Linked DNA regions of Gossypium hirsutum: region 2 is linked to region 1. A link is a contact called in public Hi-C data. All regions are on one chromosome and are shown on one strand. The core of a region is the stretch at or near the end of the contact, and the rest is flanking DNA. Distances in the headings are between cores, read along the strand shown. Region 1 has its middle 32 kb from the start of LOC121205336. Region 2 has its middle 35 kb from the start of LOC107926882.

Region 1 (6,494 bases), core at 2,080-4,579:
CATAATGCCATGAATGATATTATTGATTCATGTTATAGTGGTATAAGCGAAAAAAATTATTATCCAAATTGAAATTTAGTTGAAATAGAAATGATTTGATGAATTGTAAATAACAAAATAAGGCCCTATTAGCTTGGATAATAGTTAAGATTCGCTCGGCATATCAATAATGAGATGTGCATGCTTGATTTATAAAAGATGTGATTTCAATTGTGATTTAGCTTTCGAGCGTAAATCACATTCAAGTGTAGCACTTTGGTACGTTACAGATATGTTATGTTCTAGTCTTCGAACTTTAGTGATATGACATGTTACTATGGTGTGTTTGGTTAGTTAGTCCCAAGTATCCAAATTTTGTTTTTCTTATCGTATTAAGGGTTGAATTTAAATTAGCCCGATTTCATGAATTGAATTATTTGGTTATGTTAATTTGTTAACTGAATATATATACTTATTATATATATTTGTATGTGTTTTCTTTCAAAAAGGGTTTCTATTTATGAAAATGTGAACTAAATGTCATTTCTATGATTTCTATCTATTTAAATACTCTTTTGTACGGTATCTAAACCACTATTTGTAAGGTAAGTATAAAGAGTATTTTCATATTATCTTACGAAGCTTTATGCTTAAACTGTCGATGTCTTTGTGTGAAGGTAATTGGATTCAAAAGCTTGGCTCACCTTGCATATCACTACCCCACACTATTGCTATCATCCGAGAGTATCATATTCTTTTATTGTAATTTTGGCCTCGAGTGGCATGTACTAAAGGGTCCTTAATTTATGCATATTCATCAGTTTCATATTACTCTTAGTCTTGTAATTGTGATGGATGTGTTCCAACCTTATTTTGTAACATGACTTAAGGGTATGGGTCATTGGCCACCTCCAAACATGCGAACGTTTAGAGTAAAAATCGTGCAAATAAAATATATAAAATAAGTTTAGTATCTGTAAGTGAACAGGTCAAATTGTAATATAGTTTTTTATTACAACAAAACAGTAGGAAGTATTCAAAGAATCATACCCAAGGGAGGTTGAATTAAATCTAAAAATATTATCTACAGTAGCATATCTAAACAATAATTACTAAAAATCATATTACAATAGTTAATATAAAAGATTAAGATAGTAAAATAAAAACTAAACTACTAAAATGAAGTTGAAAAATGAAAAACTCTCAAATACAAGCAAAAGATTAACTCGCTTTAGTAGTTGTAATTAACTTCAGAACTGGAGTTTTATTAGTGAATCAGTTATTAACTAACTAGTATTACCCCTTGACCTTTACCAATTAATTAATCATCCAATACTTACTTATCTTTGGCTCACTTTCCTGATCGGGATAAACTCACGGTTTACTCAACTAACTTATCTCTCGACTTCATTTAACCTAGATTACTTCCTAAGGAAATTAATTTTAGGGTTTAAGATCAAATAAATTTATACCAACTAATTCGTATAGGAAACCCTCATTTTTCCATTAGTCACTCCCACATCCACTTGTTAATCTCCCTAAAGGAGTTAGTCACTCATTGATTCAATAACCATCTTCATCATAATTAAATTAATCATGCAAAACACACAAATTAAATTAAAATGAGAGGCGGATAGAAATTGATCCGTTTAATAAACTGGATGTGCTTGGATCTGCGAAAGCCTTTAACAGTTGTCGAGATATTTTTCTTTGCAAGAGGAATGTAAAAGAAGATTATGAAAATACTAAATAACGAAGACATGGGCTCAAATCGAATCCAAGTCGAAGAATAAGAAAATAAAACTATTTTTAAAAGAAATAAACTAAATTAAAATCTTAAATCTACAAACTAAGCCCTAAAAATGGCTTGACCAAAAGCTCTCAAGCTTAACCTATGTTTAACTATATATAGGCAAGTTAACAATCCAATTTAGGTCAAATACAAACCTTAATAAAATATAATTTCAATATTTTAGGTCTTGTTATCGTTTAACTTAAAATTCTTTTATCAAATTCATTGGTGCGATATTTTGAAATTAAAAAAAAAAACTCACTTTAATTAAAAAAATTTACTAAAAAAGTAAATTATGGCTTCTGCTTTTACAGTTTCATCTGATGACCGGACCTGTATCGAAACATTCACTGATGAAGAATGCAACACCAAAAAGGTCAGATTCAAAGAGGTGGGAAAAGATTCAATAGACAATATGGTGGTTGACATGATTCCAATCAAAGAAGTTTCTTGGAAAAAGAAACCTATGGGAAGGAATGTTTCTGAATCCGGTGATGTTATTTTTAATGGAGGCTTCGTCATTGAAGAAGGTGACATTCTTCGATCCTCCATTAATGGAATCCCTGCCATTGACTTCTCGGAGCTTATAAGGAATTTTTTAGTTAGGGATATGGAGACTATCGTAGTTGTCAAGCTGTTAGGATGGAACATAGGTTACGGGGCGTTACACAATCGTATTTCTAGCCTTTGGAAACCCTCTCAACCTTTTCATCTGATGGATATCAAAAATGGATATTTCCTTGTCCGTTTCCAATGCAGGGTAGACTATGACCTGGCTCTGACTCAAGGTCCATGGATAGTGTTTGGTCACTATCTAACTGTTCAGCCTTGGACAATTGAATTCGATCCACTGAAACCTTTTCCAAATGTGGTTACGGCCTGGATTCGTTTCCCAGGATTGCTGGGCTTCCTGTATAAGAAAAAGATTTTAGAAGAGATAGGGAGCTTAGTTAGACAAGTAATGAAGTTAGATTTCAAGACGGACAGTGGGGCTAGGGGTCAATTTGCAAGAATGGTTGTGTCGATTGATCTGCATAAGCCACTTATTTCTCAAGTATCGATCAATGGCCGGATCCAAAGAGTTGAATTTGAAGCTCTTCCCACGGTATGCTTTCATTATGGAAAATATGGTCATTTAAAAACTTCTTGTTCTTCTTTTTTGGCAGAACAGAGCATACAAGGAGAGAAGGAAGATGTACCTGTGACGGCGGACAAGGACGTAGATCCAGTGATAGTGATTGACGCTTTTGGTCCATGGATGGTAGTTCAGTGCAAATCTAGGCGTACTCCAGTCGGAAAGCCGAATCAACATGCAAGTTTAACGGAAGAAAATCGTGATGGGTCAAGATTCATGGCTTTAATTTCTGATGATAATCAATTGACAGATTTGGGGGTTGAAAAATCAGGGATTAGAAAGTCACGGGCTGAAACTTCGGGGTTGAAGGAGGTTGTTTTTAAAAAAGGTGATTTTATTAGGAATTTAAAAGAGAATAGGCCTGGGGGTTTTTATGGACAGCGGGCTAAAGATAATATGGGAAAGGAAATAATGGGTCATAATAGTCGTATTGGGCTGAAGGATAAGTCTAGTGGGCCAGTTCTTTTGGAAGTTGAACATGGTAACACTAGGAAAGGTCTGGCGATTGGAGGCTTAATTTTAGGAAAAAATATCAGTCTAAATTCTGATGGGTCTCAATCATTTTTAATAGACAAGCAGGATTTAAATGATTCAGGGATTCTAGACCGCGGAGCACAGACGGGTCCGTCACCAATTTTACAAAATAAAAGCTCCTCACTGCATTTTAATCCTACATTTGAAGGTCCTTTTGAATCTGAGGTGGTATTAAATTCTAGCTTGTTAGATCCCAAAAGACTTTCGGCTGTTACTTTTAAAGGAAATTCGGATCATCATGTCATAACAAAAGGGTCAAATAATGGACCAAGTGATGCGAATATCTTATCCGTTCCTTCAAAAGGCCATGGTCTTGATAATAAAAAATGAAGTGGGCGAAGTGGTCGAGCTCTAAATAAGACAATTCGTGGACGTAGGGGACTTTTTAAAATTGCTGGAAATTCCCGTGTCTCTCTCCCTAATGCTATGAATTCCATGGCAAAGCTTATTGGTGAGTAAGTGGAGGCTCTTTCTGATACGGTCATTACCAACAATGAGGGAGATCAAGCTTCCATTTGGCCTTTGAATGGGTAGTACTCATTTTTTAATATTTTAGTTATGAATTTAACTATTTTTTCTTGGAATTGTCAGGGTAGTGCTAGTTCGAAGCTTATTCGGGTTTTTCATGAGTATAATCGTGAACATAAACCCGATTTGATCAGCCTTATGGAAACGAGGGTCAGTGGGATAAAAGCTGATTCGATTATTGCGAAACTTGGTTTTCAATACTCACATCGAGTAGAGGCAGTGGGTTTTTCAGGTGGTATTTGTATTGGTTGGAAAGAATCTATTTGTATGGAGATTCTAAAAAATCATTCGCAATTTGTGTTAGTCAGAAATTCTGGTACCTCTTTTAGTAAACCTCTTCTGGTTACTTTTGTGTACGCCAGTACGAATCAGAGAAATGAAGAATTTTATGGGAGGTTTTGTGGAGAACTATTCCAGCGGACGGGGCTCTATAGATGGCGATTAGTGACTTTAATGTTATTCTTTCTCCTACCGAGAAGAGAGGGGGTCGGTCACTAGGAAAAAAATGCCCATTTTTTGATAAACTTATGGATTCCGCTTTGTTGCAAGATTTAGGCTTTAGAGGTCTGCAATTCACTTGGCAGAGAGGGGGGTTATGGAGCGGCTGGATAGGGCTATTTGTAATAACGCTTGGTGTACTCTTTTTCCTAGTTCTCTTGTGACTTACTTGCCACGACTTAAATCGGATCATAGACCCCTTAAACTATCTTTGATGCCTAACTTTCTTTCCTCGCAAAGGCGTTCATTTAGGTTTTTAGCAGGTTGGGTTCTCCAATTTTGTTAAAGAAAATTGGAGGCTTTCTACTGATATGCCGAAGATACACTCCGAGTTTACTGATCTAGTCAAAAGATGGAATAAAAATGTGTATGGCCATATTCCTACCCGAAAGAAGTTTTTAACTAAGAAACTACAAAACATTGAGATCGAACGTAACAGAAATAACTCGGCTTTTCTCAGACAAGTTGAAATAGAAGTTAGAGAAGATTTGGATAATGTTTTGTATCATGAGGAAATTCTCTGGCCTCAGAAAGCTCGTTGTGATTGGTTAGTCTTAGGAGATCGCAACACCAAATTTTTTCATACCCGTACTTTGAGAAGAAGAAAGCAGAATCTAATCACTACTTTAAAAAACGAGCTGGGGGAATGGATCATGGATGAAGAACAACTTAAGACTGAAGCTGTCAATTTCTTTAAAGATTTGTATGGTGATCATCCTGGACCAATGACTGGTTTACCGACTAGCGCCTTCCCGCCCCTCACTGATGAGGATTTGAGGTTTCTTAATAATCTAGTTTTTGATGAAGAAATTAGAGTTGCTTTGTTTGACATGGCTCCTCTGAAGGCTTCAGGAAGTGATGGTTTTCACGCACTTTTCTACCAAAGTCAGTGGGACCATGTTGGCATTTCCATTTGCAGTTGCGTTAAGAGTATTTTTGCTGGTAAAAGTATTGATGCGAAGTTAAATAATTCGCTTATTGTTCTTTTACCTAAAATCCAAAATCTGGAATGCTTTGCTCAGTTTTGTCCAATTAGTTTGTGATCTGTTCTTTATAAACTGGTTATGAAGATTATTGCTAATCATTTTAAAGTGGTTTTCCTAAAACTTATAGCTCCTGAGCAGATTGGCTTCATAGCAGGACAGAATATCACAGATAATATTGTCATTGCTCAAGAGGTTGTACACTCTATGAAGAGCATGCAAAAAAATAGAAAGTGGATAGCCATCAAAATTGATTTAGAAAAAGCTTACGATTGAGTACGATGGGATTTCATAGACTCGTCACTTCAAGCTGCAGGTATTCCTATTTTTTTACGTAATGTTATTATGTCTGCTATTTCCACTTCTACTATACAGGTATTGTGGAATGGGATTCCAACTTCGAAATTTAAGCCAGCTAGAGGTGTTCGACAAGGCTGTCCTTTATCTCCGTACTTATTCATTTTGTGCATGGAGTGGCTGAGTCACAATATTCATGCTGCTATTGGTGCGGGTAATTGGACCCCTATTCAGCTGGCTCGCAATGGTCCACCGCTTTCTCATCTTTTCTTCGCGAGTGAATTGATTCTCGTCGGTCACGCTGAGGAGCATTAGGCTCAAATCATTAAGAATATTCTTGATGATTTTTGTAGCTACTTGGGACACAAAATTAATATAAGGAAGACGAATATTTTTTTCTCCAAAGGTGTGGACAGCAATTCAAGGAAATGTATCAGCAGTTTTTTTAGATTTCAGGAAGTTGAAAATTTGGGGATTTACTTAGGTGTTCCCCTTTTCCATGAAAGGGTTACTAATAATACACTACGTTTTGTGGTCGATAAAGTGCGCAGCAAGTTGTCTAGTTGGGACTCCAGGCAGCTTTCCTTGGCCGGTAGGGTGACTTTAGCTCAATCTATCCTTCTTTCGATCCCAAGTTACTTTATGCAAACAATGATGCTTCCTAAAGGTCTGTGCGACGAGATCGAATGTATTGTGCAAAAATTCATTTGGGGATCCTCTAATGGCAACTCGAAGGTAGCACTGGTTA
Region 2 (6,494 bases), core at 1,042-3,541, 190 kb before region 1:
TTCACCAAAAACCAAAAAGGAAAAGAAGTTGCAGCAAACAAGTGAAGAGCTAGTTTGTGAAGGTCATTGAGAAATTTACCAAAGCAAGCTTCAAACGCCTCAAGTCATAAAATACTACCAAAGCTACATAAATGTTAGTTTATGTGAAGGTCATTGAGAAATTTATCAAAGCATGCTTCAAAGATTTGATATCTCTGTCAGTTTAAGTTTCTTTTTCTTACCTTCCATCGATGCCAAGAATGACAACAGTATTCTTTTGGTGACCAAAAGCAACAATGTATTGAGAACCTTCAAGCAGACGGAACTGAGCCACTGACCACTCTGAACTAAAATACTTGGGTAACACTCCTGCAAGCAGAAATGTAGCTTAGATAGATGCTTACAATAGTTGATTCCCGAAAACCAAAAGGATTGCCTCAAATGCGCCATAGATATATATTAGAGACAATCTTGTTAGTTGTCACATTCAGCTTCAAGTGTTAGTTTCTCTGCTGGCTCAAGTACTGGGATAACTCTCCTATAGGTAGAAAGCCAGATCATATGCTTATCACAACACTCACAAAATCTTAAATGCCAACTTACTAGAAGCTAGGTTTGACACAAGCTGGTTACCCCACAATTAGATTACTAATTCCCCAGCAGGATCATACTCATCATCCAACTGAAAGTCGTAATGTTGTTTCCCAGGCATAGGTGATACGAATCTCAGAGATAAAAAGAAAAACGAGGTAAAGAGCAATTGTCATGATGTTTTTCTTCCATTTGCAGAGAACATAGTTCAGAGATAAAAGAGAGTCATGGCCGTTTGCAGCATCTAATGGCAGGAGGGGACACTTTACCTCTGATAGAAGAAAGAGACGAATGGGGCGGCTCGGATGCACTTTGTGACCTGACGCTGCCCGGAGATCCAGCATTGAACTTAAGGCCAAACACATGGACGGTTCCTTTATCACTTGAAACCGATAACCACTGGACATTCGAAGAGAATGCCAAACTATAAATTTCAGCTCTATCTGCTCCCCCTCCTTACCTATTTACATACAACAAAAACTTCCATATTGTCAGAAAATTTATATCATTTTGTGTTTTCAATGCTACCCAGAAAAAGTGCAAACATCTCATATCCACTGCATACATATAAGAAAGATGGATCCTTAGAGCCGTAAAAAATAAAAATATGGTCACTTATTTAACCATATGTATTAGAATTTCCACTAAACCCGTCACAATTTAGACAAAATTTGTATCATTAAAGCAACAAAGAAGCGTAAACAGTATCAAATCACATACCTCTTGCAGCAAGCTACCATCAACAGTATTATAAACACGAACAAGCGTCCCCTTTGTGCTTGCAGTAGCAAGCAATTGCCCATCCTGCGAGAGTGCGAAGCACGCAATTCTTGAATCATGGGCCAAATTGAACTTAGTCCTTTTCGAGGCGTAATGTTCAATCCTAACCTGCCCCTTTTGCAATCCGGGGCAAACCAAGACCAACGACCCGGCCCCTTGAGATACCGCGCATAAACCCTTCGGGTTAGCGATGGTCTCGATCTGGTGAAGCAGCTTCAAATCCGCGAAATTGTAGACGAAAATTTTATGTTCCAAAACGACGACGATTCGGTCCCTCCGAAGCCGAACTGATCTCACTTCAGAAGAAAAGGAAACCTCGCCTATGCATCGGTTCTGGTTGTCGTCCCATATCATGACCTTATTGGGCGGGTATTGGGGGTTGGGTCCGCCGCCGACGAGAGCCAAAATATAGCACCTATAAAGCATCTCGACAACACCAATGCCCCCGCCGCGGTGATCGAAATCTCGGCGAAAGATCTCACGGAACGGATCGCAATTGTAGATCCAGAAGCCATGGTCGGTGCCAGCGGCAAAGCAGCTGTGGTCCTGGTTGAAAGAGAGGTATAGAAGTGAAGGCGGCGGCGTGGCTGGAAGAACCGCCTCGGGCGAGGCGTCAAAATTAGAGTTAGTGGCCGGAGTGGGGTTCGGATTCGGGTCGTGGGAAGGCTTACGTTGCATATGAGGGGGAAGATCGAGGCCGTGATTGGGCTGGTCTGTAGGGGGGAGGAAATTAGGTTTAGGGTTAGCTGCGAGAGTGGGCATGGAATGACCTAAACGTAATTATTAAAGGAATGAAGGGCCGATGATGAAAGGTTTAAGAATCAGAGAACAGGTAAAAGAAAAAGAGAGTTGAGAGATTGAATTGTTTATCGGAACAGCAAATTACGACATTGTCGTGTTGGGCGAAGCAGAAAGCACAGTTGGGTGGGCCGGTCCGGTCGTTAATTTAACTGAACGATGGATTCGTTAATTAAAGGACACGAATCAACTAAAGTAGCAGAGCTCCGCTTTGTCCCTACGCCAATTTTTTTTTTTTGGTAATAACCCCTGCGCCAATTTCACTAACAAAGATTAAGAGAAGAAACATTTGGCTTAACAACGGATTTCAAATTTGACTAATTGACTCCTTTTTTTTTTTTGGCAAGGCAATATTTAAATTCTAAATTTGAATTCTTTTTCAAAAGAAAGGAAATTATATTCCCAATAAAAGTTACAAACAATTAACAAGTACATCTACAAAGGAGAACAGAAATATTATATATTAATCCTCAAGCATAGACAACTATAGATGAGGACAAGGTAAACCATCTTTTGAGTAAATTAGAATATCATCAATAAATACAATAACAAATCTGTCTAGGTACAGTTGAAATTTTTTATTCATCAGGTTCATAAAAGTGACTAGGGTATTGGTCAACTTAAATGACATCACTAGAAACCTGTAGTGTCCATATCGAGTCTGAAAGGCAGTCTTTGGCATATATAGCTCTTTAACTCTGAGTTGATAGTAGACTGATCGGAGAACAATCTTTGAAAACATGATACCTCCCTTCAACTGATCAGATAAATCATCTATACAAGGTAACAAATACTTATTCTTTATGGTGACTTTGTTCAGTTGTCTGTAATTAATGCGCAATTTCATAGTTCCATCTTTCTTTTTCACAAACAGAACCAGAGCACACTAAGGCAACACGCTTGGTTGAATAAATCCCTGATCTAACAATTCTCGCAACGCCTTTAATTCTTTCGGTGTCATTCTATATGGTGCAATAAATATCGGAGCAGTTCACAATGCTACTTCAATAACAAATTCAATTTCTCTCTCAAACGGTAAACTCGAGAATTTTTCAAGAAACGCATTAGTGAATTCGTTAACTATCAGTAATTGCTCTATCTTGGATCCCGACACTCTGGTATCTAAAATGTAAGCCAAATATGCTTCACAACTTTTTCTAATTAGTTCTTAAGCAAATATTGCTGATATGATATTGGTAGAACAATCAATCTATCAGCATCAACATTAATCAATTCACCATTTTGATATTTCAGCATAATTTGTTTCTATCTACAGTTGACTATTGAAATGTGTAGGGTGAACCAATCCATGTCGAGAATAATATCAAACTTTTCAAATGGTAATAACATTAGGTTGGCAGGAAATTTACAGCCCTAAATTATTAATGGCCAGTCTTTATATATTCTATTAACAATGACATAATGACCTATCGAGTTTGACACTCTAACATCATAATCAGTCAGCTTTACTAGCATATTTCTTTATGTTACAAATGCAGTGCATATGTATGAATACGTTGATCCAGGATCAATCAAAGTATGTATAGCAACATCGGAAAGAAAAAAGGTACCAGAAATTACATCAGGAGTTGTAGCCTCCCCCTTTAGCTCGTATGGCATAAGCTCTTGCCGACACAAGAGCTTCAAAGCTCGTAGCCATATCCATGGTTTCACCACAGCTAGCTCCAGCATTACTATCTGATCACGGCTTTCTACCCCTTTTTGAAGTTGCTACCTATTTTGTAACTTGTTCTGAACCAGTTTTGATTTTATTCGGACAATCTTTTAGGAAATGATTGAAAAAACCACATTTGAAACAAGATCCTTTTCTCAACCTACATTCCTCAAAATGGTTTTTGCTGTAATGCTCGAAAATAGGTTTGTTCTTGTTCCAAATACTATCAGCACTAGCTAATGACATAGCCTAAGGTCTCATATAACTCTACTTGGACATATCTCTTCTTGGATTTCCAGTAGAAGCAAAGGATAGACTTATGAAATCTCTTGTCCGCTTGGATGATGGAGTCTGTAAAAATCTAGCCACATTGCGTTTTTCAGTGTCTCAGTTTTTTTACTTGGCTTGTTTCTTTTCATTTTGCATTTCTTCCATCTTCTAAGCCCACTCAGACAATACAACAAATTCTTTCAACTCTAATGCCCCCATAAGCATTTAGATATCTTCGTTTAAACCCAATTCGAATCAACTACACATATCTGCCTCAATAGATACAAGCCTGAGCATATTTGTTGAGTCTGACAAATTTACGCTCGTATTTGGCAATAGTCATATCACCTTGTTTTAGTGTCATGAATTCTATTTTTTTCTTTTCAAGATACAATTAGCTAACATATTTTTTTGAATTCGTTCTAAAAGAAATCCCAACTTACCTGATCTTAAGGTACAACAAATATCAAAGTTGTCCAACACTGATACACTTCGTCTTTCAACAATGATACAACCATTTCAAACTGTCTTCCAATGAGTATATCATTTCATCAAATTGTAACAGCCCGCTCAACGTGGACCATATTGATATTTTTTTGGTGTATAGTTGAATAAGCCCACAATAAGAGAAGACACCTGGAATAGCTGTGAAATGGGATCAAGTCAGAGGGCCCCAAAGAAGAGTTATACCAAGCCCAACTTGGGAGTGCCCGCCAGAGCCTATTTAGTGAAGGCCAAAGAAGATGTAAACTTACCAAAAGTTATTATGAGTAATTTTTCTTTACTAGAAAATATCATTCATACATTAATAGACCAAGGGTCAACTCATTCATACATCTACATAAAGGTCATAGAAGGTAAAAGTCTAAAAATCGTTTCTTCTAAGACATATGTGTTGGTGACCAATCTCTTTGATCAAAGTACAGTGGTTAGCAGAGTAATAAAAAATTGCCTCTTGAATTTTGGTAAACATATCTTTTTGGCAGACTTATTGTTGCTAAGTTTTCATGAATTCAATTATATTCTTAGGCAGGATTAGTTAACCAGACATAGCGTTATAGTAGATTGTCAACTTAGAGACGTACGATTATTCACTATAGAAGGGAGAGAAGTGTTACTGCTTGGCGTATAGACCAGTGTGGTGGGTATAATAATTTTAACAGTATCCGCCAGAAAGCTTATAGTTAAGGGCGTAAACGCCTACCTCACGTATATTATGGGTTCGACTGAGTTTATGAAGGACATAAGCCAAGTTCCGCTTGTGAATGAGTTTCTTGATGTGTTTCCAGAAGAACTCCCAAGCATGTCACTAGACAGAGAGGTGGAGTTTTCAATTGAAGTAACGTTTGGTACTACACCTGTAATATCCTGATTTTGGGCCTAGTCAGAATAGTGGTTTCGTGACCATAAAATTCGAGATAGAAATAATTATTTTATGATTATTTTAATGTCTATGATATGATTGCATGATTGTGTGAAAATTTTGTGAAGAAATTTTATGCATAAAGTGCTTAAATTGAAATTAGGGACTAAATCGAATAATTTGCAAAACTTGTATTCTAGAAGTTTCTAGTATGAAATTGTTTTGAAATATTAATTAAGAGGTCTTAAATAGCAATTTTACCAATTTCTAAGTCTATGGACAAAAATTGGACATGGATGGAATTTTTGAAAAGTTTAGTAGTAAGGGCATTTTGGTCATTTAGGGGTAAAATGAATTAAAATACAAAATTAAAAGCCAATTTTGCTCATCTTCAACCCCATGGCCGAATATAGCAAGGAGAAACCATGGCTAGGGTTTTTCAAGCTTCCAAGCTCGATTGTAAGTCCGTTCTAGCCTCGTTTTTAATGATTTTTACGTTTTTAGAGTCCCGGTAGCTCGATTTAGCTTATGCTAGCAATAATTTAACCTAGGGTTTATATTTGGAAAAATACCCATAGGTGAATTTGTGTATTTTGGTTTTTTATGATAGAATATGAGGTTTTAAATTATGTTAGACAACTTGTGCTACTCGGTTTTAAGTGAAAATGAGCAAAATGGCTTAATCGGTAAAAATACCTAATAGTCATAAGTACATGTTAGAGTGAGAATTTGATGTTGCCATAGAAGGAAAAAATGATCATCATGTCATAAAACATAAGAAAATAGGCTAAAGTTTAATTTACGAGCTTTGGGGAAAAAGTGTAAATATGCAAAAGTTTAGGGACAAAATTGTAATTTTTCCAAAATATGATTTTGGGTCAATTTGAATAATGTGAGTCCTGATTAGACTATATTTTAAATGATAGAGCAAGGAAAACTGAAATTCGGGCTAAAATGGGGAAAATACCAAGTTGTGGACGAAATGATAAAAGTAGCCATTTTCGCATACGAGGTAAGTTCATACGTAAATGTTGGTAA

The links. Hi-C and Micro-C count contacts between places; a contact is called where the count stands out from the background.
Region 2: a Hi-C map of leaf shows a contact between it and region 1, with 2.8 times the contacts expected there. The contact joins two enhancer-like sites. A contact is called at or near these places in 4 of 34 Hi-C or Micro-C datasets (all in leaf).

What each region holds. Positions count from the first base shown.
Region 1 is chrA08:93,745,461-93,751,954 of Gossypium_hirsutum_v2.1, reverse strand. No RefSeq gene overlaps it. Among protein-coding and RNA genes, the nearest start is that of LOC121205336, 32 kb to the left of the region's middle. Within about 2 kb of position 3,329, at least 9 of the 9 cell types and tissues checked have an H3K27ac peak or open chromatin away from gene starts, as enhancers often do. A contact at or near this core is called in leaf, where this site is marked.
Region 2 is chrA08:93,934,713-93,941,206 of Gossypium_hirsutum_v2.1, reverse strand. It overlaps the pseudogene LOC121204506. Among protein-coding and RNA genes, the nearest start is that of LOC107926882, 35 kb to the right of the region's middle. Within about 2 kb of position 2,291, at least 7 of the 9 cell types and tissues checked have an H3K27ac peak or open chromatin away from gene starts, as enhancers often do. A contact at or near this core is called in leaf, where this site is marked.